Regions from separate parts of the Mus musculus genome. Here regions 1, 2, 3, 4, 5 and 6 are each linked to region 7. Evidence: chromatin contacts called from public Hi-C and HiChIP or PLAC-seq data. All regions are on one chromosome and are shown on one strand. Each heading gives the region's core, a stretch centred on a gene start, on an enhancer-like site or on the middle of the called end of the contact. The rest is flanking DNA. Distances are from core to core; before and after follow the strand shown.

The links. Hi-C and Micro-C count contacts between places; a contact is called where the count stands out from the background. HiChIP or PLAC-seq counts read pairs in DNA pulled down with a chosen protein or histone mark.
Region 1: a contact with region 7 is called in an H3K4me3 HiChIP or PLAC-seq map of embryonic limb bud, with 13 times the contacts expected there. The contact joins the enhancer-like site here to the promoter of Ebf3 in region 7. A contact is called at or near these places in 9 of 39 promoter capture datasets (the 3T3-L1 cell line, cranial neural crest, embryonic stem cells and 6 more), 5 of 484 Hi-C or Micro-C datasets (LSK cells, adipose-derived mesenchymal stem cells, olfactory sensory neurons and 2 more), 13 of 115 datasets of contacts at active chromatin or transcription factors (the NIH/3T3 cell line, craniofacial prominence, embryonic basal ganglia and 9 more) and 1 of 9 other capture datasets (embryonic stem cells).
Region 2: a contact with region 7 is called in an H3K4me3 HiChIP or PLAC-seq map of embryonic limb bud, with 5 times the contacts expected there. The contact joins the enhancer-like site here to the promoter of Ebf3 in region 7. A contact is called at or near these places in 9 of 39 promoter capture datasets (the 3T3-L1 cell line, embryonic stem cells, frontonasal cranial neural crest and 4 more), 2 of 15 datasets of contacts at CTCF or cohesin (embryonic stem cells and stem cell-derived epiblast-like cells), 33 of 484 Hi-C or Micro-C datasets (differentiating embryonic stem cells, embryonic limb bud, embryonic stem cells and 4 more), 21 of 115 datasets of contacts at active chromatin or transcription factors (the NIH/3T3 cell line, astrocytes, craniofacial prominence and 10 more) and 1 of 9 other capture datasets (embryonic stem cells).
Region 3: an H3K4me3 HiChIP or PLAC-seq map of embryonic basal ganglia shows a contact between it and region 7, with 12 times the contacts expected there. The contact joins the enhancer-like site here to the promoter of Ebf3 in region 7. A contact is called at or near these places in 10 of 39 promoter capture datasets (cranial neural crest, embryonic stem cells, frontonasal cranial neural crest and 5 more), 1 of 15 datasets of contacts at CTCF or cohesin (the NIH/3T3 cell line), 71 of 484 Hi-C or Micro-C datasets (3T3-L1-derived adipocytes, LSK cells, brain and 38 more), 25 of 115 datasets of contacts at active chromatin or transcription factors (the NIH/3T3 cell line, bone marrow-derived macrophages, craniofacial prominence and 17 more) and 2 of 9 other capture datasets (embryonic tail and embryonic trunk).
Region 4: a contact with region 7 is called in an H3K4me3 HiChIP or PLAC-seq map of craniofacial prominence, with 5 times the contacts expected there. The contact joins the enhancer-like site here to the promoter of Ebf3 in region 7. A contact is called at or near these places in 9 of 39 promoter capture datasets (the 3T3-L1 cell line, 3T3-L1-derived adipocytes, embryonic stem cells and 5 more), 14 of 115 datasets of contacts at active chromatin or transcription factors (craniofacial prominence, differentiating embryonic stem cells, embryonic basal ganglia and 9 more) and 1 of 9 other capture datasets (embryonic stem cells).
Region 5: a contact with region 7 is called in a Hi-C map of uterus, with 4 times the contacts expected there. The contact joins the enhancer-like site here to the promoter of Ebf3 in region 7. A contact is called at or near these places in 4 of 39 promoter capture datasets (the 3T3-L1 cell line, epiblast stem cells, liver and 1 more), 3 of 484 Hi-C or Micro-C datasets (cumulus cells, olfactory sensory neurons and uterus) and 11 of 115 datasets of contacts at active chromatin or transcription factors (the NIH/3T3 cell line, bone marrow-derived macrophages, craniofacial prominence and 8 more).
Region 6: an H3K27ac HiChIP or PLAC-seq map of differentiating embryonic stem cells shows a contact between it and region 7, with 3 times the contacts expected there. The contact joins the enhancer-like site here to the promoter of Ebf3 in region 7. A contact is called at or near these places in 13 of 39 promoter capture datasets (the 3T3-L1 cell line, 3T3-L1-derived adipocytes, cranial neural crest and 6 more), 5 of 484 Hi-C or Micro-C datasets (embryonic stem cells, nephron progenitors and uterus), 18 of 115 datasets of contacts at active chromatin or transcription factors (craniofacial prominence, differentiating embryonic stem cells, embryonic basal ganglia and 8 more) and 1 of 9 other capture datasets (embryonic stem cells).

Annotation. Positions count from the first base shown.
Region 1 is chr7:136,404,995-136,408,985 of GRCm38.p6, forward strand. No RefSeq gene overlaps it. Among named protein-coding and RNA genes, the nearest start is that of Gm29872, 17 kb to the left of the region's middle. Within about 2 kb of position 1,382, at least 27 of the 459 cell types and tissues checked have an H3K27ac peak or open chromatin away from gene starts, as enhancers often do. A contact at or near this core is called in craniofacial prominence, embryonic limb bud, second pharyngeal arch cranial neural crest and 1 more, where this site is marked.
Region 2 is chr7:136,605,334-136,609,114 of GRCm38.p6, forward strand. No RefSeq gene overlaps it. Among named protein-coding and RNA genes, the nearest start is that of Gm29978, 73 kb to the right of the region's middle. Within about 2 kb of position 1,753, at least 4 of the 459 cell types and tissues checked have an H3K27ac peak or open chromatin away from gene starts, as enhancers often do. A contact at or near this core is called in embryonic limb bud, where this site is marked.
Region 3 is chr7:136,498,142-136,501,685 of GRCm38.p6, forward strand. All of the region lies in intron 1 of Gm29931 (a long non-coding RNA gene), which reads left to right. Among named protein-coding and RNA genes, the nearest start is that of Gm29931, 3.7 kb to the left of the region's middle. Within about 2 kb of position 2,155, at least 9 of the 459 cell types and tissues checked have an H3K27ac peak or open chromatin away from gene starts, as enhancers often do. A contact at or near this core is called in embryonic basal ganglia, embryonic brain and ganglionic eminence, where this site is marked.
Region 4 is chr7:136,638,935-136,642,594 of GRCm38.p6, forward strand. No RefSeq gene overlaps it. Among named protein-coding and RNA genes, the nearest start is that of Gm29978, 40 kb to the right of the region's middle. Within about 2 kb of position 1,472, at least 10 of the 459 cell types and tissues checked have an H3K27ac peak or open chromatin away from gene starts, as enhancers often do. A contact at or near this core is called in craniofacial prominence and second pharyngeal arch cranial neural crest, where this site is marked.
Region 5 is chr7:136,545,778-136,549,484 of GRCm38.p6, forward strand. No RefSeq gene overlaps it. Among named protein-coding and RNA genes, the nearest start is that of Gm29931, 51 kb to the left of the region's middle. Within about 2 kb of position 2,249, at least 2 of the 459 cell types and tissues checked have an H3K27ac peak or open chromatin away from gene starts, as enhancers often do. A contact at or near this core is called in uterus, where this site is marked.
Region 6 is chr7:136,664,860-136,668,378 of GRCm38.p6, forward strand. Gm6249 (predicted gene 6249) reads right to left here. Exons shown (of 6, transcript NR_046021.1): 6 at 3,096-3,519. Among named protein-coding and RNA genes, the nearest start is that of Gm29978, 14 kb to the right of the region's middle. Within about 2 kb of position 2,057, at least 9 of the 459 cell types and tissues checked have an H3K27ac peak or open chromatin away from gene starts, as enhancers often do. A contact at or near this core is called in differentiating embryonic stem cells, where this site is marked.
Region 7 is chr7:137,312,451-137,315,863 of GRCm38.p6, forward strand. It overlaps Ebf3 (early B cell factor 3), which reads right to left and starts at 1,995. Exons shown (of 16, transcript NM_001113414.1): 1 at 1,330-1,995; 2 at 1,068-1,224; 3 at 643-706. The coding sequence starts at 1,463.

The DNA.
Region 1 (3,991 bases), core at 132-2,631, 910 kb before region 7:
AACACCCACTCCGACCCAGCTGCCAACTCTTGATGACCCCATTCTTTCAAAATTCTCCTGGGTCCATCTCAGGCCCAGATGATCTGGTCTACAAGGTCCCAGGTGCCTGGTTCACACAGGAGGCATCTCACCAACCATTTTAGGTACCCATCTTGTGCTTCTGAGAGCAAGCTCTGGTGCCCAGTGATGGGGATAAGTCGTTGGGTCATGGTGGTTTCTGGAGGAAGGTGTGGATTCATTGACACTACCATGATGTATATTGCCAGCTACCACCTCAGCAGTCTCAGGGGTGAAACTACTTTTCCACATGGAATTATAATATGTTGTAATGACAAAACCTTTTCTTAGAGCCTGCTGCATATGGCAAGTGAATGCTGACTGTGAAATGGCACCGTTCTGCAGTTCTCCTGACATCTCCAGAATAGTCACCAATAAAAGTTGCTATTTATGCGTGCCCTACTGGTGACACTATTAAATCTTTTGGCTGCTCTGTTTGGGGAAGGTTACAGGCTGAAAGCGGCATGAATTGGAACCGTGTCTAAGTTGGAATTTTATCTGGCACGGTTTGGCTTAAACTTGGATGGCTAACCTTCAGGTTTTACTCATGCTGGAATATTCCGTAGAGGGCTCACTGCTGTGTGGCATTTTTTTTAAAGTGTGTATATGAAATAGGAAAAACTTAGGCAGCCTGCCGACACATGTGTTGTGCTTGGAAGGAGATCCTCCAAACTTGGGGGATGAAAAGGAGACCTCATTTATTAGCATTTCAAAACTCGTCTGGGCCACGGAGTGGGTAAACAAGGCACCCATGATTAATCGAAACAGCAAAAGCAGATTTTGTTTATTAGCTCCCTAAAGTATCCATTGTACTGTTTTTTTGTAATAGTTCAGATAATTTTTTTATTCCCTACCCTTCAGAAATGACAAAGAAAAATCTATTTCTTGGCTGAAGTAATCTCAGATAAATTAACATCATTTTTCATACACATTCGTTTGGGGGGACTTGAAACTGTAGCATAAGCTATTGATTTCATTATTTGAATTAAGTTGAAGGAATCCTACAGCTGTTTGCTGTCAGATTTTAAGTCCACTGTCCATCTTCAGCTGGCCATTTAATCTACATTTCACCTGGAGACCAGAGCAGGTTTTAATATAAAAAGTGCACATATTCGGGAAACATATGCTGCAAGCTCTTCAGAAGCCCAAGAGTAGCAGAAAGCTAACAATTAGCAGTTTTGTTTTCCTGAGTATACACGGTTCAAGTTGAAAGTTTTTCTTGGGCTGTTTCCAAAAACTCCAATTCCTCCTTTCTTGACCCTTTTGGAGTTTGGAACGGCTGAAGCCCGTTGCCTTGCATAAGAGTGTCAGGCGGAGAATAAAAAATTACACCACATCATTTTTCACCGTGGCCAGATGAGGGCTGAGCGGAAGAACAAGGAACAGGAAGGAATGAGCATCTGAAAAATTGGCTCTGCAAGCTGGAATGTGATTCTGCTCCAAGGGGCCACCCCGCCCCCCCTGCAGAACGGGCAGGTTGTAGACAGATCTGGGTCTTAGCCTGCCACCCCAAGGGCCCCAGTGTCAAGAAACCGTGATAGAATACTGTTCATTTATGCAACATCTGTAACACATACAGCAAATTATTAATAGCTCAATATGCCAATCTGCCACTGTTCGCTTTTGACATAGTAGGGGCCAGGAGCACGGAAGTTTGGCAGCTTGGAAACGAAAGCGGTGCTCCTGGTGAAAATTAAATACAGGTGCTCGGGGTTTGTGTACTGGAATGTGAAAGTGAACACCATGGCCTGATGGAGGCGGACCAAAAAAAAAAAAAAAAAAAAAAAAAAAAAAAAAAAAGGCAGTTCTCGCTGTCCAGGCGAAAGGTTAATATTCTTCGTTGCAGAGGACCTGGGCACCAGTGTGATTTATACCTTGTGTCATTTGACTCTATTGTCCTCGATTGTAGAGGTACCGTGAAGAGGTGGGCATGCTACTTGTACCAAGGAGGACACTGAGGGCTGGAGTGGAGACTCAGTGCTTACAAAGTTGGCAGCGTGGAGCCAGGATATGGGGGCTGTTTGTTGTTCCTGTGGACTAAGAGAACCAAAGCTTCCTCTCTTCCAGGGCAGCCTTTCCACCTTAGTTTCTCTATACTTTTGTGTTTAACCAGTAATAAGCTTTTGTCAGTTTCTTGTTATCTAGTATAGCAGTTTTGTCTCTGTTTTGTTTTGTTTTGTTTCCCATAGAGTATCACTCATCTGAATTTCTTGACCCTGGATCCATTCGTGAGGATCTGAGTTTGGGGCAGCTTGGTAAGGTTCTGTAGGCAGACAAGGCTAAGCTCCCTGGCGTGGTATTCTAGTAGTTTCCCTTGGCTTTACTACATAGCTCAGTTACCTTTGTGCCACCATGCCTGTCAGGAACAACTGTGAGCAGTGATCTGTATTGGCTGTTTTAGAGGGTTCCACGAATGGTTGCCTGCCTCTTTATTATACTTGGGGAGAACATCATGGTGGCAGAAGTCTGTGGTATAGGGGCTTCCTCACTTCACAACAGAAAGGAAGTAGAGAGCAGGAGAGTCAGGAAGGGGCCAGTCCTCCTAAGGATGCTGTGACCCTCCTTCAGTTCAGTGCTACCTCCAAAAGTTCTCAGAATCACCAAAACAGCACCATTCTCTGAACACTGAGCTTCCCAACACAGAGCCATTTTAGGAGACCATTTCACATTCAAACCAGGGCATTGGCCTTATAAACCATTTCACTGTGACACACTGAACCCTGTGAGACTAGAGAGAAGTGCACCCCACTAGGGCACCACCCCAGTCTGAACTAAAAGCATATCTGGCGACACTCTGGCCTCCCCACTTTTATTTTCATCTCCCCTGTCTTTCCTGCTTTGGTGAGAAGAGTGTACAATGTTCGACCTGCCCTGTGGCTAAAGCTGAAGCTTCCATTATCGTAACTAGGGCATCCTGCCTTCCTGGGACTATAGGATTGTCTTACATAGCTCAACTCTTTCTCCTCAACCTCTTCAGCTTCTGCTAACTGCTATTCTGCAGTCTGATTCCATGAGTGATGTTTTAGATTTCCAATGAATTATATAATTAGTACACAGTATGCCTCTTTCTCTGTCTGGTCTATTTAGGAACCAAACTGGGTCCCCAGCAAAAGTAACAAGGCCTTCTAATCATAGTGCCATTTCTCCAGCCCCTCGGCCTGGTCTACTTTAGTGTCCTCTAGGCCTTCTTACATCAGAAGTTGCAGTATTTCCTTCCCTTTAAGGCTAAAGACTATTCCACCAAGAATATTACCGTAGACAGTCACAAAGGTTATTTCCATATCTCTGCTGTTGTACACACTCTCACAATGAACATGGAAGCATCCAAGTTTTTAACCTTGAAGAATATACTTCAAGGAACTCAGGGCTGGGAAATTAAAATAGAATTGGGGTCACGAATTAACCTGCTTGGTCTGCACACGACTCCTGATTCCTCCTAGGCATGTGCTGGAAACCAGATCTTCAGGATTGAACATGATGGCGACCTGCAGCAGCAGTTCTGCAAAGCAGGATAGAAGCCATGAGCAAGGAGGCTGTGTCCTTCCCAAGCTCAGCTGGAGTGATGCAGTGTCCTGAATGTGTCTTGATATCTCTTTAATCATTTTTCATTATTACCTCATGTCCCCAACTACCCAATCAGGCTGTGAGGCTTGTCATTCAAAGACGGGAAGGCAGAGCAGGGTCCTACCAGCTCTGGGTATATACACGTGGAGAAAGACAAGGCACCAACAGGTATGGGAGCAAGTTGAGCTGGCATGATGTGTGGGCATGCTCATAACAGAGCCAGCCCATCTCTGCATTGGGAGCTGATCCCATTGTAACTCCACATGGAGATGAGGTAGAGAAGCCCACAGGCAGGCAATGTCTTCACACACAGAGAAGCTGTGGGCCCTCAGAGAAAGTCTTTTTGCTTCCTGCTCTATTTCAGACCTTA
Region 2 (3,781 bases), core at 503-3,002, 710 kb before region 7:
GGAAAAGATCCCCCAAAGGGAAATAAGTACACAGAATACTTTAGAGCTCCATGGGGGTGGATTAGGCAGACCAGACCTTCCCTGGTCCCAAAGGATCACTAAAGGCTTCCTTGGACATTCCACCCTTTTGCTTGGAAAAAGGCTCTTTTTTTTTTTAAATACCTGAGACCCACATACCTGTCATCCCTTCCACACTCTAGTCTCTGTGGAGTGGTCATCTTAAACTTGCAGCAATAGGCCTCAGGAATGGAAGAGAGCATGTACTCTCTGAGACCATTCATTAAATGTTATGTAGAATGTCTGCTTATCACAACTGCTGTGGACTAGAGCTGGGACTGCGCAGGAAGCAGCAAGCATGGATGGAGTATCAGGGGATGGCTCGCAGCGTTTGGAGGGGAGGACGCATATCCCAGAGAGAAGGTAGTACAGCTAGGAAGTGACATGACTTGATGTTGTCCAGAAGAGACACTGGAGAGCTCACTAGCCCCCTTAAAATGTGATCAAACCAAAATCCTAATCAAAGCTATTTTGTGCCAGACTCTGTTTTACTTAGGTGCTCCATTGATGTTGGAGGTGGGGACAAGACACCCTGAAATTGAATGAATTTAAAGCAAAGTAGCCATTTAGAGAAAATGGCTCCTTATTTTAGGACAGCACAAAGTGTCTGCAAACGTGAGTAATGGGTTCTGTAGCAAGCAGCATAAAGCAAATGTTGCAAAACCCACGTCCTTATGTGGTATATTGTACTTTTATGCACATTCGCTGTGTGAACAGGGGGGTTAGAAGTTAAACAGTCGCCCAGGGCTAAGGGAAAGCACCTTGCACAGGTAGGAAATAGGCTTTTCTACTTCCAAACTATTACTGTATGTCTTTAGCAGGAGCTAACAGGCAGCACAGTGCACAAATGTCTGTCCTTACGATGCTGGGGCATTATGAAATTGGGCTGTTTTAATGTCTCCAATAGCCATCTGACCTTTAATCCAAAGTCATAAATTTATCATTGTCTGAAATTGGTGGATTATCATTCTTATTAGGGCCAGTCCTCAGGAGTTAGCATTTACAGAATTCTTAGTCTCTAGTGCATGACAAGAGGCTGAAATCCACTGGGGTCCCCTGGAAAATGGTTAAAGAGAAAGGAATTAGCAGTTTTGAAACCAGGACGTGTTACGCTGCCAAAGGAAGTAACAAAGGGAAAAAAGGAAAACAAGGCCTGGCGAGATCAAGTGAGCCTGTACTTCATAAAATGATAAATGCCTGGGAACCACGTCTCTGTATAATGAATTACAATCCCTCCGCATTCACCTTAGTAACATTTTACAGGGGTTGTATTTTACTCCCAACTACCAATTATGTCATCATTCTGGCATTTACCTGGACATAATGATACACAGCCAAACCACTCTTGCCACATAACTCATCGCTTAAAAGTGTTTGTAAAGTCAGATGGCATTCTGCATACGCATAATGACTCAGATCTTGCTATTAAATCGTACGGATTAAAGTTTAGTAAACCTCAAATTCTTTGCATGGGTTTCTGGGTGTCTTATTAATCCTAAAGGACGAGGTGCTAGGCTATTTAAATGTCAATAAACATGGAACCCTGTAAAGGAGGGTGCAGTGTTCTCACCACAGGGTACCTCACCTGCCGCTTTCAACAGAAACTTGCTTTCTGAACTGTCTGACTCTCCCTTTGGCTCAATGCTATGTCATCTATTAAAATATGAAAATACACGGAGAAGCTCGAATGGCCACACCAGCTCGGCACAGTTTACCCTCCCAACCCCAGTTCCTTCCCTGAACTCATTAAATCCAGGGAAGAAACCACACTATTCCATTGGTTTACAATGATTCATTTTAATTTAAGTTTGAGGAAGAAGAAAAAAAAGGAAATAAGAATTCAGGTCTTTTTGCATGCTTGTGAGGTCATCAAATTTAAATTGAGGCTCAGGCCTATAAAGCACATTAATAAAAATACTGTACTCTACAGAGGGTGGGGGGAATTTAATATGAATGGCTAAAATGCATGGAATTCTGAATTTTACTGTCAAACAGCTCAATTAAACAAATTGAAAATTTAAGCAACAAAAGGGAATTGAATAGAATTAGGAGCGGAGTAGAGCAGCAATACAGACCTTTATGAGGGGGGCCTGGCCCCTCCAGAGTGGAGTTTCTTTTATTTGTTGCCTGCCTGGGCAGTTAGGGGAGCCAGGCTGGCGAGACCACAGTACAAAAGGATAAAAATGTTGAGCATTGAAACACAGTTTTTGGCTCCCAATAAATCATCCGTCACTTCATCACAGCTCAGTAGATAATGAGCAATAAAGTTTTCACACTTGGGGAATGAGGACACAGACACAAGAAATACAACTCAAGCTGCCTGTCTGGTTCTCCCCAAGTGCAAGATGCCTTGTGTAAGAAATGACCCTAAGATCTCCTCTAAAGAGGGACACGCATCTGTACAATAAACAATTTACTGCACTTAAAAATTAAATCACATTTATTAGTAACTTTAATGACAACAGTATGTGGAGGTCACTATATTAAATAAAGCTTGATGCTAACCCAGAAATAGCTCGGAGCTCAACATCAGCAGTCAGCAGTTGCTGGTACCGGGTGGTCTGTACAATGAGTTGCTATAATTTTTACTGGCATTATTTTAAATGTTTATGTGCGTACAGTATTCCCCATTTGGCATTTAAACAGGGCTGACATATCTGTGATTAAAAATAATTTTGACTCAAAAAGGTTTCTGTAGATCACTGTAGCCCACCCCCCACCATCACCACTTTAAAAAAAAAATCAATTGAGCAGAAAGTTTGAGCTATTGATTCCAAAATCATATTCTGGTCCATTCCACAAACACAGCCCATCTGCAGATGTTCTACAAAGCCTTCACCGCAATTACCTCGAATTGTTTCTGACTTTTATTCACCCATCTCTACAACCTGCATGTGGGTGGGCTTCACTATAACAAGAAACAACTGTGGGTAGGCCGGGGAGCGGAGGAAAGCACAGAAGAAAGAATCCAAGACTCCCTCATCAGTTGTCCAAGATAAAGCTCTTCATAAAAAGTGTTCATCGAAACTGGCACAAAGGGACCCGGGATGCTGAGATGAACACCCCCAAATGCAGCTTTCCTGATTGGTCGCTGGATGGTGGGTCAGCTGTGCTATGTATGGGTCTCCACCCCTGCTGGGCAGGGCTGGCTTTAGGGCACAGGAAGGAGATGCTAGCTGTAATTGCTAAGGTTACCTGGTTAGAAGCCAGATGTTGAACCGAGGTACTGACAGTAGGTAAAGGTTGGGGCTGGTGTTCAAGGGTTTCTTACTTGGATCGTGTCTCAGAGCCCTTGAGCCTTACCTTCTCTGTGGAGGGCATCCTACTTTCTCTTGTCTCAAATAGCTCACCGTTAGGCAGAGGTTCGGTCCCATGTTGTTGCATGCTGGAACCCTGGAGAACATGGAGGTGACATCACAAAACCTTATAACTTTAAAATCCCAGTTGGCGGTGTTCCTTGATTCCCATTTTGAGTGAGCCAAGAACAAGAGGGTACCTCTGCTTTGAGCTGGAGGGAGATGCAAGCTGCCCCCACTGTTCTGGTCCTGTGGGGTGGAGACACTGGAAATGTCCCTTGGCCAAGGCGCTAAGGGTTATGGGGCTTCCTGGGAAGATGAACGAACACATTCCCCATTTCCTATGAGGCCCTCTCTGAACATTTTATATTTTTTCATGGAAGAATGACTAAGGGGGCACCTGGGTCACAAGATCTCTCAAATATTCA
Region 3 (3,544 bases), core at 905-3,404, 810 kb before region 7:
GTTTTGGTTATGGTGGCTCCAATGTCCTATTTGGCTGGTATCATTCTGCCATAAAAGGTCACTAAGCTTTGGATGTGATGAGGATTTTCTATCTGGTCACTGTCCTCTAGGCTGTGTGGACAATGACAGTTTGAGACCCCTTCCTAGTCTGGAGCTGCCTTTTCTGAAAAGACTCTGGTGTCCTGGGGATCCTCCACCGGGCAGCTCCCTCGTGGAGCCTGTCCTTCATGGTGAGTTCTTCCTCTCATCTTACCTGGAAGCAGCTCAGCCCAAGTCACTCAGCCTCCCATGCCTCTGGCTAATGCCTAAGTTTCCTACCACAAAACCAGATGAACTGCCATAGAAAACCTGCTTTCTGCTAAGAATATTCTTCTGGATGCCAGAATTGAAACATTAATAAAAGGCCAATTTATAAAATGAATGACAGAGAAAGCAAGGACAAAAGGCCACCATTGGAACTACACACTGGCCTTTTCATTAAATAAACATCACTAGACAGGTAAATGACAGACTCCAAATCAGCTTTAAACCAATCAGGAGGCAGATAGCATTGGGATTCTGAGTCAGATCCAATCATGACAAGGGTACCAAGGTGAGGAGACTGAATTGAAGCTACGAATTCATTTTTGGTGTTTCCTTACCTGGGTACCACTATGTGAGGATAGCTTAGACAACAATGCCTTGAATCCTTCTCTCCCTTCTGCAGGTGCCTCTGACACTGCCCTCCGCAAGTCCCACGTAGAGAAGGGAGAGGTGTCAGGTGGCCAGTGGACCTGTCTTTATGTCCTTGCATGTTTTGCCAAAGCTCCTGTCTCTTGTTCCTCTTTTTGAGGGAAAGCCAGTACAGAAGCTCAACAGGGCTGCCTTGCTATAGCAAGTCTCTCCAGCTGAGCAGAAGGCACCAGGGGCCACCTCTAGTCTATGTGAGAAAGGAAGTAAAGGTAGCCACACGGTTCCGATGGAGTCTTTTTCCAGAGTGACCTACTTTTGAGAAGTGCTTCTATTAAGGAACTCATTTCCACCAGAGCCTACACCAAGCAGCCCCAGAAGAGCTGCAAGCTGGAGTCAAAGTTCAGGGCTGCCCTGCTAAAGATGTCGAGTAAAGGTGCCTCTTTGTTTTACTAACACCCACAAGAGGAAAATGTTCCCTCCCCTCCTTCCTCCCGCCCCTCTCCTTCACACACACACACACACACACACACACACACACACTCATGCACAAGTCCTACTCTTTATGCTTTCTGTAGCTTTAGTGTTCGCCATGCCTGGAAATGCCTGTGTCTCCTGCTGGCGTGACGCTTTGACTTGGGGATTTTTTTAAGGTTCTTTGATTATAAGTCTAATGGGTTCTGAATTCAGCCTCCTGATAAAGAAGCAGCTTAGTGGGTAAATAGCAAACAGCTTGCCAGCTTCCGGGGGCTTTAGAACGCTGGTGAACTGTTCAGCAGTGGCTCTCATTTTACCATGCTGGAGGTCAGCAAACACAATAACAAGGGCACATAAAGTACACTTAATTCCAGAGTCTTCTCCATGAAAAAGTTGGGTGCATCCTCTGTACGCCTTGGCAGCCAAACCTTGTTACATCTGTAACACATCATTTGGTTTATATTCAAATCAATGATTGGCACTTAAAGCCCTAACAAATGTATCTATCTCCTAGCGCTGCTCTAAATAACAGCTTTTACAAAGGCCCTGGCTGTAATTTTCTTGACTGAGGCACAGGCTGGTGCCCTTTCTCCGGAAGCTGTGAAGTACCAACATTCCAGCAAGCAGCTTATTTTTTCAAGAAGAGAGGTTTCCAAAAAAAAAAAAAAAAAAAAAAAAAGGCTGGTCAGATTGGAGGAAAAAAAAACCCACTAAAGATTTTACTTTTAATAAGAACAGTGTGTCCTTAAAGCGGCATATTTAGCTGGCAGAATGTTAACTGCAAGGTAAGAGTGTTGTTTTATACCCTCAGTAACCAGACCAATTATCTGTAAAGTTTTTTCATATTTAAATGCATCCCCAGTCTCCTTTCACCATCTGCCCTTCCCCCTCTAACACTGTGGAATTTTTATGAGATAGGACAAAAATGGGCATTTCCCTTATTACCATCTCACTGTGGAAATCAAATATGCAAGGAAAGTAGTGTATATACTAATTAGTGCTGAATTCATAATTACCGTGCTCATTGATGGAGATACATTTGAATACGTTCAACTCCTAGGGGAAAGGAGCCGGCTGTCCGGGAGAGTCTGAAAAAATGCCCTCAGCCTCTTTTCTTCTTGAAATTAGGGATCTGTGGCATACAGTAATGTTATAAGAAGAAGATCCAAAGTGCCCGCAATTTCTTTAAATATAATTAATCAAGTGAAGCATGTAACGTAATGAATGTATTTGATAGAAGGTACTGTTCAAACACGAGCTTTATCTGAGCCTGTGTTGGAATCGCTGAAAGGAAGGGACACCACATCCCGTGTTCCTGCGAAAAAATGGTACCTGGCTGCCGCCTCCGTGTCACCGGTAGGCCTGCTCATCAAATTAAAAGCTGACAGAAAGCCACAATTTTTAATTGCTAGAAATTAATAACAATTAGAAATTACTGGCTAACCGGTTGGGCTTGAAGAAAAGGAAGGTCGGGCACTTACCAAAGGATGATTAACATCTATGTACTCCCCTTCCTTGCCCAGGGTGGTCCTCCGCTCCTATGACTTCACCAAGACTTCGCAGCAGCCTCTACCGAGTGCTTTTTGTTTTAATACCTCTTGAAAAAGACTAGGCCCGGCAGAGCTACTTAGAAGCAAATCTTAACTGTGACATAATTAAACCATTTTAGGGAGTTGTTCGAGGGAGGTGGGTGTGGATGGCTGAGCATCTATCTCCCCGTTCTTCTTTCCTCCAAGGAAGGAGGCTTGCCTGCATTTCTCACTGAGATGGCTGCTCTCTGTATATAAGAAGCGGTAAGTACTGAAGCTGGCTATAGCCCAGCCAGGCCTTTCAGGAAATACTGCCTGATGCTCACAAAACTCTTACAAGCACTTGGTGCTCAGAGGTGGAAGGCCAGCATGTGATACAACCTGTGAAGGCCCCCGGATCAGAACCAGGGTTGAGAGACTGCAATGATGGCCTCCCACCTGAAAGGATGCGGGTGACCCCGAGGAAACAAACCCTGCCCTTTCTTATTTCCTCCTACAGAGGGGAGAACTGAGCTCAGGTGTAGGCACTCTCCCTGTCTATATCCTCAGCACCGGACTCTGCTCATGCTGCCTCCCCAGGGGAACAACAGTGACCAAAGGGCCCAGCATGGCTGCGGATGCCACCTCTGCTGTAGCCAGGGGTTCACATGCGTGCGGGTGAGTGACAGGTGCTCAGACTGACAGGCTCTAAGTAAAATGAATTCTTTGTACCAGCCAGAAGATCCTATCATGTCAGAGCCCACTGGGCTATCCTCGACCATACTTGGCTTCCTACCCAGGCTGTGTGAGTGGTCTGGTGGGTATCTTTAACCTCTATTTTCCACTCTTGTTTGGCCCTCATTTGACCCCTGGCCAACTAAGAAATGGGG
Region 4 (3,660 bases), core at 222-2,721, 670 kb before region 7:
CTTACTGTTACTATCACCATCACCACTACCACCACCCTTATCATCATCATCATCATCATCATCATCACCACCACCACCATCATCTTCTTGTTGTTGTCTATTTTTCATGTCATCAGCAAAACCAAAATTTCTTTAATCTGCCCAAGAAGGGTGATTTGCATGACTCTCATCCAGGAAGCCTGCAACCACAGAATTGTCACCAGGTTATCCACCAAGCAAGACATATCATAATGGTCTCTGACCACCAGTCATAGTTAACTCTTTTTCTGCAAGTTTTGCTTGCATCATGGCAGGCATGACAAAGGCACGGGGCTACTCCACATCACTGGCCTCCTGGAACCCAGAGGTGGGGGGAGGCTTGGATCAGAACAGACAAAGAGCATCTGCTAGAGCACTCACAAGGGGCCAGGCCAGAACTGCAGAGAAGGACAGTCTTGGACGGAGAGCATGCAGAGGAGGTCACAGGCACTCAGGTGGCCTCTGGAGGGTGACAGGAGACCAAAGGAAGGAAAAAGAAAGGAGGAAGGCCAGGAGGGTTATAAGTAAACAGGAAGAAGAATAACGAGAGGGTCCCTCAACACAGAAGTCACTTCCCAGCACAAGGGCCATGGGACTTTGCGTGGGTGCCCCAGAGACTTGTGAACGAATGTCCACCAGAGCTCTGCTTATAACAAGAAATCTGGAAACAAGCTCTCAGACGTCCATGGCCAGAAATGGGATACATAAATGGATGCATATTCACACTGTGGAGTATTCTGAAGAAACAAAATGACTGGACTGCAGCTACTTATACCAGAGGTCGGACTAGAAATGGAATGGGGAGTGGAAAAAAAAATCTGGTCCCAGAAGACCGCACAGAGTGATATCATTTTTACAGACCTAAGAATAAGCAGAGCTAAATAATATACTGTCAAGCATGCATACATTTCTAATACAACCATACTTTACAATTCCATTTTCTTTCCATTTAGAGAGATGATCTTCTGTAGCAAGGAGAGGGTTCATGGGACAGGGAGTGCACATAGGGAAAAGTTTGGGTAGCGCTATGGCTTACATTAGGGGTTAGGGTTTTTATATGATCAAACACTACTGGTAGTATGTGTGTTAGGTACAGTTTTTTTTTTTACACATATCAAACAGATAGTTTAAAAAGACAATATAAATATAAGAAAAGAGAGCAGTATTCAAAATAACCAGACATCCCCTGGTACCTAAGGAGCAGGTATCATATTACATGCTCAGAGTGTGATAGAATAAGCTAGCTGTTCTACTGTGAGCTTTGGTAAAAGGCTGAGGATCATAAAACACCTAAAAAAAAAAAAAAAAAAAAGCTTGAGTTATTCTCCCAGCCCTTACACACATGCAAACTGGCAAAGCTTTAGCACTTAAGAATTCCTATCTCCCAGAATGTGCTAGTCTGTGCCGTTTTCCCGGTTCTTTGTTGGTAGAGGTGGGGATAAAGTTTCAAATTACTGTTTAACAAATGTCTAGAGTCAGCAAGACTTTGGCCAGCCCGTGACAGCTGAGGCCCCCCAGAGCCCCAGGGATAACAAATTCCTCAAGATGCTGTGGGAGTGCCTAGGATCTCGTCTTGTTGAAGGAACGGAGAGAGAAAAGTAGACAGAGTGGAAGTTCACTTAGCAAGGCAAAGCAAATACTCTAAAAAGACACTGGACTGGGTTGCCCAAAGGTGAGAGAACAGACCACTGGGTTTTATAATGTAGATTTTAAAGAATTTGCATGAACATTTATGAACTGGGTAGCATACTCATGAGTCAAAGTGATCCATTTGCCTCCCAAATTAATGGTAGATCATATCTCCTAGGTAGGGTTTTTCCTCCAATGATCCTCTAGAAGAGCTCCTATGGAGAGTACTATCAAAAATGCAATGCAAGTGATATTATCATGACCTCGGGTCTTCTAAGGATGCAGACCCTTCGTCAGTACATATGTGTAGAGTTCCCTGTTGCCTTCATTTTGATATAGCAGGAACAGTCCAACGGCAGTTGCCAGAATGATCCTGGAACTTACTGGACAACTAATCTAGCAGAATTGGCAAGCTTCCGGTGAAAGGCTGTCTCCAAAATAATCCATGCATATACTGGCAACACGAACTGGACTCCCAGAGTTCACAAAAAGATCACATGACATCAGGAGGGAAAGTGATGGGGAGACAACAGCGGAGGATTAGAGGGGAGCGACTGGGGAGGGATTTGGTCAAAATGTATGTGTTTCAAAATTCTCAAACAATAAAAAGATTAAAAATAAATTGTAGAGTGCTTGAGGAAGACACCCAGTGTGGACATCTGCACTCCACAAATGCAAGTGAGTGCACACACACATGCACACACGTACACATACACACAAATGATATTGAGGGGTAAACAACAACAAACTGAATGAAATGATATGACATACAACATAAGCCAAGGGTATCCAGAAACTGCCGAGATTCATGCCCTGCATCACACTGGGATGACAGACATGGGGTCTTATGAAAAGATGTGAAATACCTTGGTCTCCAACCAAGAGTTGCCAGTGCTGACATCTTTAGAAGCATGAACAACCAACTTACAGGCACAGCTTGCTTTTCATGAAATTCTTCACATGCTTGATCACATGTTTTCAGAGTTCAGTTCACATTAACACAGTAATTAGATACTGAAATACACACAGATCATAAGCACAGGCTGTGGTGTGACTTTTTCAAAGTGGATCTTCCCAGGCAGTCAGCCTCCGCGTCATAAAACAGTGGGATGTCTGCCAGCTTTCTACCTGGCTGACAAAACGACCTTCATCAACCGCAAGCACAGGGAACAAAAAATGGCCATTTCTGAAGTTATACAAGCAGAATCATTCAACCTGTCCTGTGGTGTGGGGCTTATCTTACCCCCAGGCCACCACCATGAAGTTTCTGTGACTTGCCTTTGTGGTTTGGGGCAATTTAAGCCCATTCATTTTGAAGGTTGTCTCATACTCCAGTTGACTATCGATACCCATTCTTGTTTCTACTATAGATAACACTGCTAAGAAATCTTTGTACAAGTCTTTTTTGAAGTTTATGAGCGCATGTTACTTTGCACACATGGACAGAGACCTACAGGCTTAACTGCTGATCACAGCACGTACTTTCAGATTTGTGTGCACAGAGCCCAACAGCTGTCCAATGGGCTGGACCTCGCTGCTCTCTGCAGTCGCTGGCTTTTCCATTTATCCCTACCTTCATCTGCACTGTTACTGTCTCTTCTGCCCCCCGATGGCCAGTGCAGGTGAGGGTCATTTGATCATCTCTTATGCATGGCACCTTCTGATGGTCATTTGAATCATCTCTTGTGCATGACACCTATTTAAATCTTCTGTCTACTTCTGTGAAGTTGCTTGGCAGACGTGTTTTACTAACATGTAGAAATTCTCTAAGAGTCTTTCATGTAGAGTTCTTGTCACACATAGAAACACAATTTTTAACTTAAACTAATGCCATTTATCAGTCACTTTCTTTTATGATTAACACTGCTCTTTGCTGCTCAAGACACCCTTTTTTGAATTTTCCAAAAACCCAATGGTATCATCTTCCAATGCTGTCAACTCTAGGCACATTCCTTTGCAAGCCTTATCCCTTTTCTGTCGTTTCTGTCAAGCTTTCTTCTATCTTCTCTGCTC
Region 5 (3,707 bases), core at 999-3,498, 770 kb before region 7:
AGAGGAAACTTCCCTAGGACTGGGGAGCCTTAAGCAGGTACAAGATGCTCAGACTGGATAAAGGAATAGAAGGAGGATAGGCTCAAAAAGAGATGGACACAGATGTGGGAGAGCTGCCGGAGGCTGGAAAGACCTAGGACCCATGTCCCCAACTGTGCCTGTGGTAAGTTGTGGACAAGCCCGGGAGTTACGCTGGACCAAAATACTCCACAGAGCTGCAACCCAGGCAGGGTGGCAGGACATGGGTAGAGCCTGAAGACACCCCGGTTCCCTCTTAAAATATGATGCTATAATTGGAACGCAAGACATAAGAACGCTGCTCCCTAGTACAAAAAGTGCCATCCAGGTGGCCAGCAAGGAAGCCTTTGGCAAACCCCATGGTACTCACTCGGTCTTAGTGGGGAATTTTCCCCAATACCCACCCAACAACTGAAGGCCAAGTACAGACCCATGGACAGAACCCAGGCTTACAGGAAAGAACCTCCAACTGAAGGTCTAGTGAGCTCCCAAGACTCCTTGTTCATGGTAAGTGTGTGAACCGAGAGCCTGGACATCCAAGCTGCCATATGCAGAAGTCCGTGCCTGGAACTGAAAGAAGGCAGGGTTGGTGACACAGTAGAGTTTGTCACTTCAGTTTCTATGACCCATCTTAATAAAAGGTGGCTTTGCAGAGACAATGGACAATCATACCCTCAGAGGATTCCTCTCAGACTGAGCACGGGAGAGTACTCTGGCACTGTATTTTATGCTGATGCTTGGATTTCTGTTCTGGTTACTATCTGGCAAGAGGGGAGTCTTAATTGAGGATTTGCCTCTAGCAGACTGGCCCGTAGGCAAGACCATGAAGCATTTGATTATTAATGTGGGCGGGCCAGGCCACTGTGGGTCGCCCTATCTCTAGGCAGGTGGTTATGGGCATTATAAGAAAGTAGGCTAAAAAATAAATAAATAAATAAATAAATAAATAAATCCCCACAGAGTACAAGGCAGTAAGCCGTGTTTCTCCCTGGCCTCTGCCTTAGTTCCTTCCTCCATGGTCCTGCCTTGAGTTCCTGCGATGGCTTCTTTCCGTTATGGGGCCCTTCCTTCCTTTCCCAAATAATTTTGGGTTTTATTATGGCATCAAACAAGCAAACCAGAATGTCTTCTTATAGGACTTTACACACACACACACACACACACACACACACATGTGCGCTAACAAGGAACAGGTTTTCTTTTCTCCAGTGTTGTGTGGAGTAGAGATGATCATGGCTGTCTTTTATCTAATGCAACATTTTGTAACATTTAGTCCTGCTCTCTTACAGTACCTTCACTACTCTATACAGCATAAAAGCAGAATGCCTGTAAATAGAAGTGGGATATACTTGGCAGAAAATGCACAGAATAGATTTTTGGATAAAAGATGGACAGATTAAGGTTAGAATGACTTCTCTCTCCCCTCTACCCCATAGGGATGCCCCGTAGGCAGTAGAGAGAGTAAAGAAAGTACAACTAAAACTGGATTTAATCATTACTACTAATAAAGGGCCAAGGCTCTGCAGCAATTTACTGTGCTGTCGGCAAAATGAATTGCTGAGGGCACATTAACAGCTTATTAGATAACACACATACACACCCTAAGTAAATTATGATTAAAATAACTACAGTGTAAATACTGCACGAACTCCACCATAGTAACTCTTCAAAAATCTTTAAAAAGATACCTCCCCCAGCGAATCTGTTTTATTGTCTTCTACAATTTTTATCAAATTCAGTAAGCATATTTCTTACACTATAAAGTGCTTTTGATTGGTCTTTTTATTTTTTTTCCAATGGGTAAATGAAAGAATGATGTCATGCGACAGCATTAAATACTATTAAACAGACCATAACTAACATGCGCTGTATAAATTATATATATGCCGACACTTTTATGCACTTTGTGAAGGATGGCTCCGTGGGTTATGCAATCTTTTCCAAAACAAGCTACACAGAATAACATGACTGGTTATGTTTCATGGCTACAAATTGGTAACTGAATTAGCATTCATTTATTAAGTTCTCACAGGGAACCCTTCTCATTCAAATACTTGTAGATTATAATTTATTTTTATCTGAGGCATAATTTTTCACATGGCATTTTTGCCAAAATCAATATAACAGGAGCCAAACCCTGCTCCCCACTCCCCATTTATCCCTCCTCTTCTTGGCTGCATACCTCCATGTGTCTTTTCCAGCTGGGAAGGTAAATAAATGAGTCTGCCTCATAAGAATGCTCTTTGCCAAAGTGCTGAGCTGAATATTATTTTTTTTTCACCAGCTCAGCCCACTACACTCGAGACTCCAGGCACACACTTTTAAAACAGCACTTGAATCTGTAAACAAGCTCTGCCGACTCTGACATGGCAGACAGCCTGCCTGTTCCAGCTCTGATTCCCATGGATAGTCCTTGCCAGCAGGGCGGATGGCAAATCTCTGTTCTGAGATAGCCCAGGATGGCACAGGAAATGTGAACACCTTGGGAAAGCCCTTTCTGGACTCAGTGGTCACACCAGCTCCTTGCATGGCATCTGGATAACCAAAGACAGACACATGAAATGCTCTCTGATGGCCACAGACTGTGTCTTCAGAGATCAAGGCCTGGCAGGAACTTCACTGTGGGCTTAATCAAATGAACTATAAGGACATGCAACCTTGCACAGCATGTGATAACAAGTGTTTATGAATGCAGTGGGCTGTGATGGAATTCCCCTCTGTCGTGATTTAAAATCCGAATAACCCCAGTGAAGTTACAGGGACTTCAGATTCCAGTCATCTATTTCATAAATTCATTTTCTCTTTTTAATATGCAATTTTTTTCATTTGGTGTTCTGGAATCCAGACATGGCCACATTTACAGGAAAGTTGTATACTGAAAGATGTGAATTTTTCTAATAGGTACATATAACATGTTTGGTGTAGGATAGCTGCACAAATGCATTGTCATTGGCTGGCACTGCTGGACTTGTAATTGCTACATCCACAGCTGCTGAGCTGGAGTTCTGGGTAAAGTGAACCTACCGCAATGATCCATGTCTATCTCTGAATTGGCAAGAGCACGCCTCAGCTCTACTAGGCTATCTCTGTCCACTTCTGCATGTGTCTCCTCCCTAAGCAGGCTACTCAAGCACATTTTGGCAACTGTTAGGATTTTCCTTTGACAGAGACACTTCACATTTGTGCCTAATTGAAGAAAACTCTCTTCATCACTCCAGTTTCATTTCCATTGTGGTGGTAAAATAACCTGATGGCAAGAAAGTTAGTGGACAAAGAGGTTATTTCACAATTCCAGGTTATATTCCATCACTGTGGAATGAAGACAGGACTGCAGAAGCTTCAACAGCTGCTCACATCACAATGACACTGATGGATGCATTTCTGTCTTGCTTGCTGGTGTCCAGCTCAATTTCTTCAGTCTTATACTGTTAAGGAACTCTGCCTAGGGGAGGGAGGTGCCCACAGTGGGTTGTGTCTTTCCATGCCAAGGAATCTAAGTAAGATGATCCTCCAAAGCCATAGACAGTCCATCATTGAGCCTCTCTGCTCAAGTAATTCTATATTATTTCAAGTTCATAGTTAAGCTATGCAGCACCCTTACTTAGGAGTTATTACAACTTTTTAGTCCATACCCAACGTGGTAGAGAGAACTTACAAATTCTAAAGTATCACTCATTGTAGAGATTGAA
Region 6 (3,519 bases), core at 807-3,306, 650 kb before region 7:
TACTACTTTATTGCCTGCTTCACAACTACTTGGACAAATACAAAACAAGAATTACAGTGCGCCATAAGTTATTTTAATATCCTGTAGTGCTGCATACTTCCAATGAAATCCCAGGGCTATTATTACGCCGCCGTGTTTGTGTGAAAATGTCAAGTTGTTTGGAGTGACTACATACTCTAAATTATATATAACTGTTACTTTATAGCTAATAGGCACTAAAATTACTTTAAAACAGAAATGTAAAGTTATATTTTCATCCTTTTTGGCAGATAATAAAGCTTATTTATGACACATGGCTTCTCAGGCATTAAAACATCCCATGTTTACAAAAACATTAAAAAACATTATTACTTGATATTTAAAGGAATGGAAAAAAACCCAAACTATTAGGAAAAATATTTGTCCAACTCGGTGACTCCTCTATTTTGCCAAATGCTTGTAACTTCGTTTATGAAAGGGGCTGGCTTAAATACTTTTGAAATTAAAAGCATTTGCAAGTTCAAATTGAGGCCATTGTTTCAAGATCTGTCCTGTTTCATAACGTGCTGGTATGCACAAATCTTTTCATATGTGTTCTAGACAAAATGATGACATATGATAAATGGCTCCTATTTATTTAAATATGTATCATGTAAAGATAAGTCACTTAATTATTCTATCATCAAATCACTAGGTGGAGTTGAATGATACTTGTTCTTGCTTGAAAACTAGCTCTCCTACTTCCTTTTCCACTGAGACTGGATTGTTTGATAATCCCCCAACATTACATTCCCTTCTATTCATCCATCTGTCCACAGCTCAGCCAGAAACACTGGGAAGCAGATGAGTGCAAAAAAAAAAAAAAAAAAAAGGGAGCCCAATCCCACCCTGGGCTGGAGGAAGAGGCAGGCAAAACACCACACAAGTCACACAGCAACCAGTGGCAGGGGTTGCTTGTAGACACAGTAAACAGGGGTGAAATCCAGCAATGATGAAGCAGTTGGCGTTCTGGGAAGATCCCATCCTGTAGGGATTATTTTACAAAGCTATATTCCAAGAGCCCACAGCAGCCTAAGTTGTTCTGTTCTCAGTGCCATAGTAAAAGAAAGGAAGCAGTGAAAGAGAACACTGGGATATCTGATGAGCACATCTCACATTCTCACATCCCATGCTGCACTGAGATTTCAGCCACCAACCTGCCAGGAACTAAAAGACAAGGCCAGGGAGCCTCCCCTCTTTTGTCCATCTGTGGTGTCTGGGCATCAGCTTGGCAGCCGCCTGTCACTGGTATCCAGGTTGGCAGGCTCTGCCTTGCTTGCCAACTCCATCTTCTTCTAACCTTTGAGCTCTTCCGACCTTCAGATCTATCTATAAAATGATCTTTTTGTTTTAGGGTCAGTCATAGTCTCTCTTGCTTGCAACCAAAGAAAGGTAGAGTCCCTCCTGGAGCCCATACTAACATCTTAAACTCACCAAGGAGACAGTCAGTGTCAGTTGGCTTTCTGTCCAAATGCCACATGAGGAAGGGACAGGTGTTAGACTCCCCTGATGACTACAGTGGACCTCACAGAGTCCAGCAGTGGAGGAACACCAGCCTCACAATTCACCTGCCCCACCCACACATCCAAACACCAAGGCCCTCCTGAAAGTGGGAGTATCAGCCCTGTTCAGGTCGCTCACTAAGTACAAACCTTCCTAAAAGATATTAGGCTTCCCGAGTTTCTCCTCCCAGGGGGCCAAGAGCTACACACACCTGCTCCCTGTGATTCCCCAGTGTCTTTGCTGCTAGAAAGGAGTACCCAGAGTTACCTTCCATGCCCCAACTCTACAAGAAAAGTGAGACCCAGGCCCAGGAATCCCAACTTTCTCTACCACCTGGTCCCTGAGGCTCCATCACCAGGAGGTCGTGGTCCCTGGAGCTGGCCCTTGTCCACAGGCCACCAGGAATCTGATCTGTTGCCCAGGGCCAGAAGAATCTGAACTCTTATCAAGTAGTCACCGCAGGAAGCCCTGCAGGAGGCTGGTGAACAGCTAGACAGAGGACAAAAGGGTTAGCTGTGCTTGAAAAGACTAATCCGTGATCACACCCCACCGACTTTGTTCCTCCTCCCACGCCATCATTAAGCATTAATCCAGCCCAGGGCAGGGGGCAGAAGCCAGTCTCTTCTGTCTAAAAGGAGGGAAAATCACAGCCTCTTAGAATTCAGAAGCAAAGCACATCAGGCAAGTATAAACATGATCGGATCTATTCTGTTCCCTTGGACAGACAGGTGTGGGTCCACATGCATTCGCACAGATCCAGGCACAGGTGGGAGCTCCAAAAGGGAGCAGGCTCGGGGAAAAATCAGGAACCAATAGCCCTCATGATAATTTCTGAGGAATCCTTTGACTTGTTATCGATTTAACATCCGATGAAGCCAAGAAGTCAGGCACATTCACCTATTGGGTTAACACAGGATTGCGTCTGATCTATGATGGCAAGGTGTAATAGTTTCCCCTTCTAAGATTTTATGAGAGAAGACATGGTTTTTCTCAGGAGTTGCTATAATATATTCTGTTGTTTATTGACTAGATCAAGTGAGAAGATAATGAGCAGGGGCCATTAGCAGAAATGAAATGCGTTATGCAATGGTTTACAGACTCTATGCAAATAGATGTGCTAATCCAAGTCACAAGATCCAGAGGCAGTTCAAAGACAAGGTCCTTAGGTGCACCTGCTTAGCATAAGAGATGGGGCTTGGGAGCTATCTCAGTGGATAAATTCTGCTTGTTGCTCAAGCATGGGGCCCTGAGACTCCGAACCTCCGCACTGGTATAAAGATGGAAGCACGGCTGGTGCTCCCTGCACTGGGAGGCAGAGACATGGGTGAGGATCATGGAGATTTACCTCAGCAGCCAGTCCAGCCTAATGGTAAGCAAGCACCATGTTCAGTTAGAGACTCAGAGTCAGTAAGCAATGTAGAAGAAAGAAATTGAGGAAGACACCCTATGTTGACCAGACTCCAACCTCTAGCCTCTACACAGGCATCTGCAACCCTGATCAGGGACACACCACCCACACCATCCACACACACACACATCTTACATGGTTAAAAAAAAAATGTTTCTTTCTTATCTGAAAGGACCATAATATGGTTTATTCAGCAGGATTTTCTTGTGAGACTCTCTGAAGACCCCTCACTCCCATGAATCTCACTCTCTGAAATATTCAAAGCTGATCTTTCTCTCATAGGCCCTGATACAATTACTGTCAGGCCTCCCAGCCATCTTACAAGTCCTACAGTAGTCTTGACCCAGAACCAACTAGAAGACTTCTGCTCTCCATTCACCAAGAATAACATTCCAGGTGTTGGCAGCCATATTTCCTGTGAAAAATGGGGGAAAGGAGCTACAGAGGAAGCCAGTGGAGTAGAAAGCAAAAATCAGGAGAGTTGCAGGAAAATGGATATTTTTGCAAACATATTATTTGAGGTAACCTGGGTTCAGTGGGACAAATGCCATCTATCCTCTCACATGCAGACCTAGCCTCTAATTATCAAC
Region 7 (3,413 bases), core at 745-3,244:
GAACCTCAGGAGGGACGCCCGGGCCTGGGCGAGCCAGTGCCTGGGACCACTTTAAGGCAATCCCTACAATATTGGGAGGGAAACAGAAAACCCCAGTCGCTTCTCACTGTTTTCTTTTCTTAATTAAAAGTCTTGGGACTCTTGCGGTTCCCATATGAAGGTGTAAGAAGTCTGCCTAGCAGTGAGCAGGCCAAGAGTGCAGCTCTGGGCCCATATGGTCATTTATTTTTCAAAAAGAGAGTGCACCTATAGAAACAGAGTCCAAACTCCTTTCTACTCTCGAAGGTCCTTTCCTTTCTAAACCGTGCACAGGCAGTAAGTTATGCTCGGCTTATGCAGCTACCCTCATCCCAATAATTAACATTAATTTGCAAAACTGAAAAAAGTCCCTTAAAAGTGCTGTTCTGCAGGCGCCCTTATCGATCCTCCTTTTACTTTCTACTTCAAGCCCCACCGGTTAATCATGTGAAGTGCCATCGACTTATCGATCGTTTATGTTTTGTTTTCCTTCTATGCCATGAGAAGATTTCGTGTTTACACCCATGTCATTTTAATCTCAAAATCTTTATGTCCTGAAACCATCGAGGGAAGGGAGAGCCAGCGCTCAGGGCGAAAGGGCAGTCAGCAAGCAGTGGTACTCACCATTGCTGTACAGTAGCTGCAGCTTGTAGTGAATGCCGTTGTTGGTTTTCTCGTTGTTCGGCTCCTGAAAGCAACGATAAATAATTGCATTTAGCGTGGCCGCGTCTGGCGCGGTCACCGCGCTCGGTCCCCCTCCAGGACCGAGGCCCCTCGGCCTCACACGCTGCAGGCAGGATTCCTGGCTCGCAGCTACGCGGTGATGTCACTTTTCCTGCCGCAAGCCCAGCGTTCCCCCTCGCCCCCAGTGAGTCCGAGGGCACAGAGAAGTTGTTCGGCCCTTGGCGGGGCCTGTGCGACCGCACGTGGCGGCGGGGTCGCCCGGCGGAGCGCTCCCGCCACCGAGGGGGGCACTCGGACCCCATGCGCGGGCACCAACTGCCCCCTACTCCTGGAGAGGGAGGGTGCGATCGCCGGTGTACACTTACTTTCTCTTTCTCCACAAAGTCCACAAAAGCGGTCCTTTCGATCTCCACCGGCTGCCCCTGCCTGTCGTAGAGCGCCAGCACGAAGTGGAAGAAATTGGATTTCCGGAGGTTGGAAGGAGGCTGCTTCTCGAAGTGCGCCCGCGCCAGCCCCACGCCGCTGCAGGAGGAAAGGGACAGCGGCCCGGTGAGCAGCGCGGCGCTGGCCGGAGGAGGGGGCCGGGCCGGGCCGGGGCCAAGGCGCGCGGGGGCGGCCGGTACGTACCTCTGGGCGGCCGTGTTGGCGTCCACCACGCCTGCCGTGTGCATCCACGAGCGCACCGGGTTCATGCCGCTGCCCAGCGGCTCCTCCTTCATGGTCGTCCCCCCGCGCGGAATATTCTCCTGAATCCCAAACATGAACACTGCTGGCGGCGGCCGCGACTCCCGGCCGAAAGCGCGTCCGCGGTCGGCGGCGCTCGGGGCTCGGCGGCAGGAGGCTGCCCTGGCCGCCCTGGCCCTGCTCGGCGCCTGCGGTGCGGCCCGCCGCCGGCTTCAGCCCGTCCCGGGCAGGCGCCGCATACACCGGCGGCCGGGCGCTGCGGACGGCCGGGGACGCGGGCGGGCTGCACCGGTGGCGACGCGACGCTTCGGAGGAGCAGGGCGCGGTGGACGCGGTGGCCGCGGCGGCGCTTGTTGTTGTTGTTGTTTGCAGGCGCGCTCAACGTGGTGTCATCCTAGCCAGGCGGCGTCCGCGGCTGCAGGACACTGCGGGATCGCCCGCTTCTGGCGCGGCCCGCCTGCTCCAAAGACAAATAAACGGGGCAGTGAGTGCCGCGGCGCAGTCCCGGGCGCAGGCGGGGCGCGGCGGGGCCTGGAGCGGCGCGCGCAGCGGACGGAGGCGCACAAAACTCAGCCCTCTCTCCCCGAGGAATGGACCCTTTCCCGGGAGCCAAAACTCGAAGCCCCCGGGAGCGGCGCTGTCAGAGGGTGACGTCGGGGGGCGGCGCCTGCGCCATATATGGGAGCGGCCGCCCCTCGCCGCGCCCCTCGCCGCCGCCGCCGCCGCGCTCGCCGACTGACTGCCTGACGGCGCCGCGAGCCGGCCCGAGCCCCGCGAGCCCAGCGAGCCCCGCCGCCTCCGAGCGCCACCGAGCGCCACCACCGCCCCCGGCCACGCGCCACGGCTCCACAAGCCCAGCCGCGGCCGAGGAAGTTACCACCCGCTCAAATAAATCTCGCAAAGAAGCGAGCGCAGCCAGTGCATAAGTGCTGCTTGGCCCGTTATACCTGCCCACAAGACCTGCCACACAGTCAAAACACCGTGGGTCGGAGGAGGAGCGCCCCAAGTCGCCCACACGCATGCAATAAATACCAGGGCAGCACTGGCTCTGGGGTGTCCCAAAGAGAACAGCAGGAAGAGGCTGGAAAGGCGCGCGGGAGGAGATTCCAGGAGAGGGAGGGACAACAAGGGGCTGGGAGAAGAGGGTACCTAATGCCCCTTCTAGGGATCCACACTCCCTGCCGCCACCAGGGCAAGAGGCGCAGCTCAGTCTGATTTCTAGGCAGACCTAAGGCTGCTGAAGGGCCAGTGTGCCCACATCTGAGCCCCGCTGGGTGTCCCATGCTTTCTACCCCGGCAAAGCCTGCTGAATACAGGGCCGGGGTCCACGTCGGAGACAGGTTCCTCCAGATGCCCCCTCTCCCTCCGGTGGCCACAGGAGTTTCGGGTCCCTGGCCTGTTCTTGGGTGCGGCAGTGACAAAGAAGGCTGGGCCCTCTCTGGGCCGACGGAAAGAGCGCTCAGCCTCTCCGGCGACCCGGAGCTGGTGTCCAGCCTGTTACATGGTCCGTGCGGTGGCCAGATCTCCCCACCTCCAACCGCCTGAAAAGCAGAGCAGACACTGCGGGCGCCAGGGACCCTGCCCTCTGCGCCTCCCAGCCTGGGTGAGCGCGCGCCCTGCGGCTTCCCGACCTGGTTTCGAGGAACCGGGAGGGCAGCTGGGAGCCGGCAGCGCGTGGGCTCGGAGGCCCAGCTCGGGAGGCCCGGATTCGGTTCCCAGGCGCTCGGCCCACCCAAAGGAGATCTGTGCGACGCGCGACAGAGGCCCAAGGGACGACCTGGAGATGTCCCAGGCTCTTTCCTGCCACGAGAAATAAGGCCCTTCTGGTTTTAAAAGAAGAAGAAAAAGAAAAGGTTTCTGGGCGCAAGTGTCGCAGGGCAGCCTCTTCCCGCCGGGCCTGGGGTAGCTCTTCCTTTTTTTGTGAATTGGTGGTGTGTGTGCGTTAATATTTTAATTAATCGGGAAAATCGAAGTCCGATTTACGTTATCTGGGGACCCCCCACACGCTACTTGGAAGGGGTGAGAGA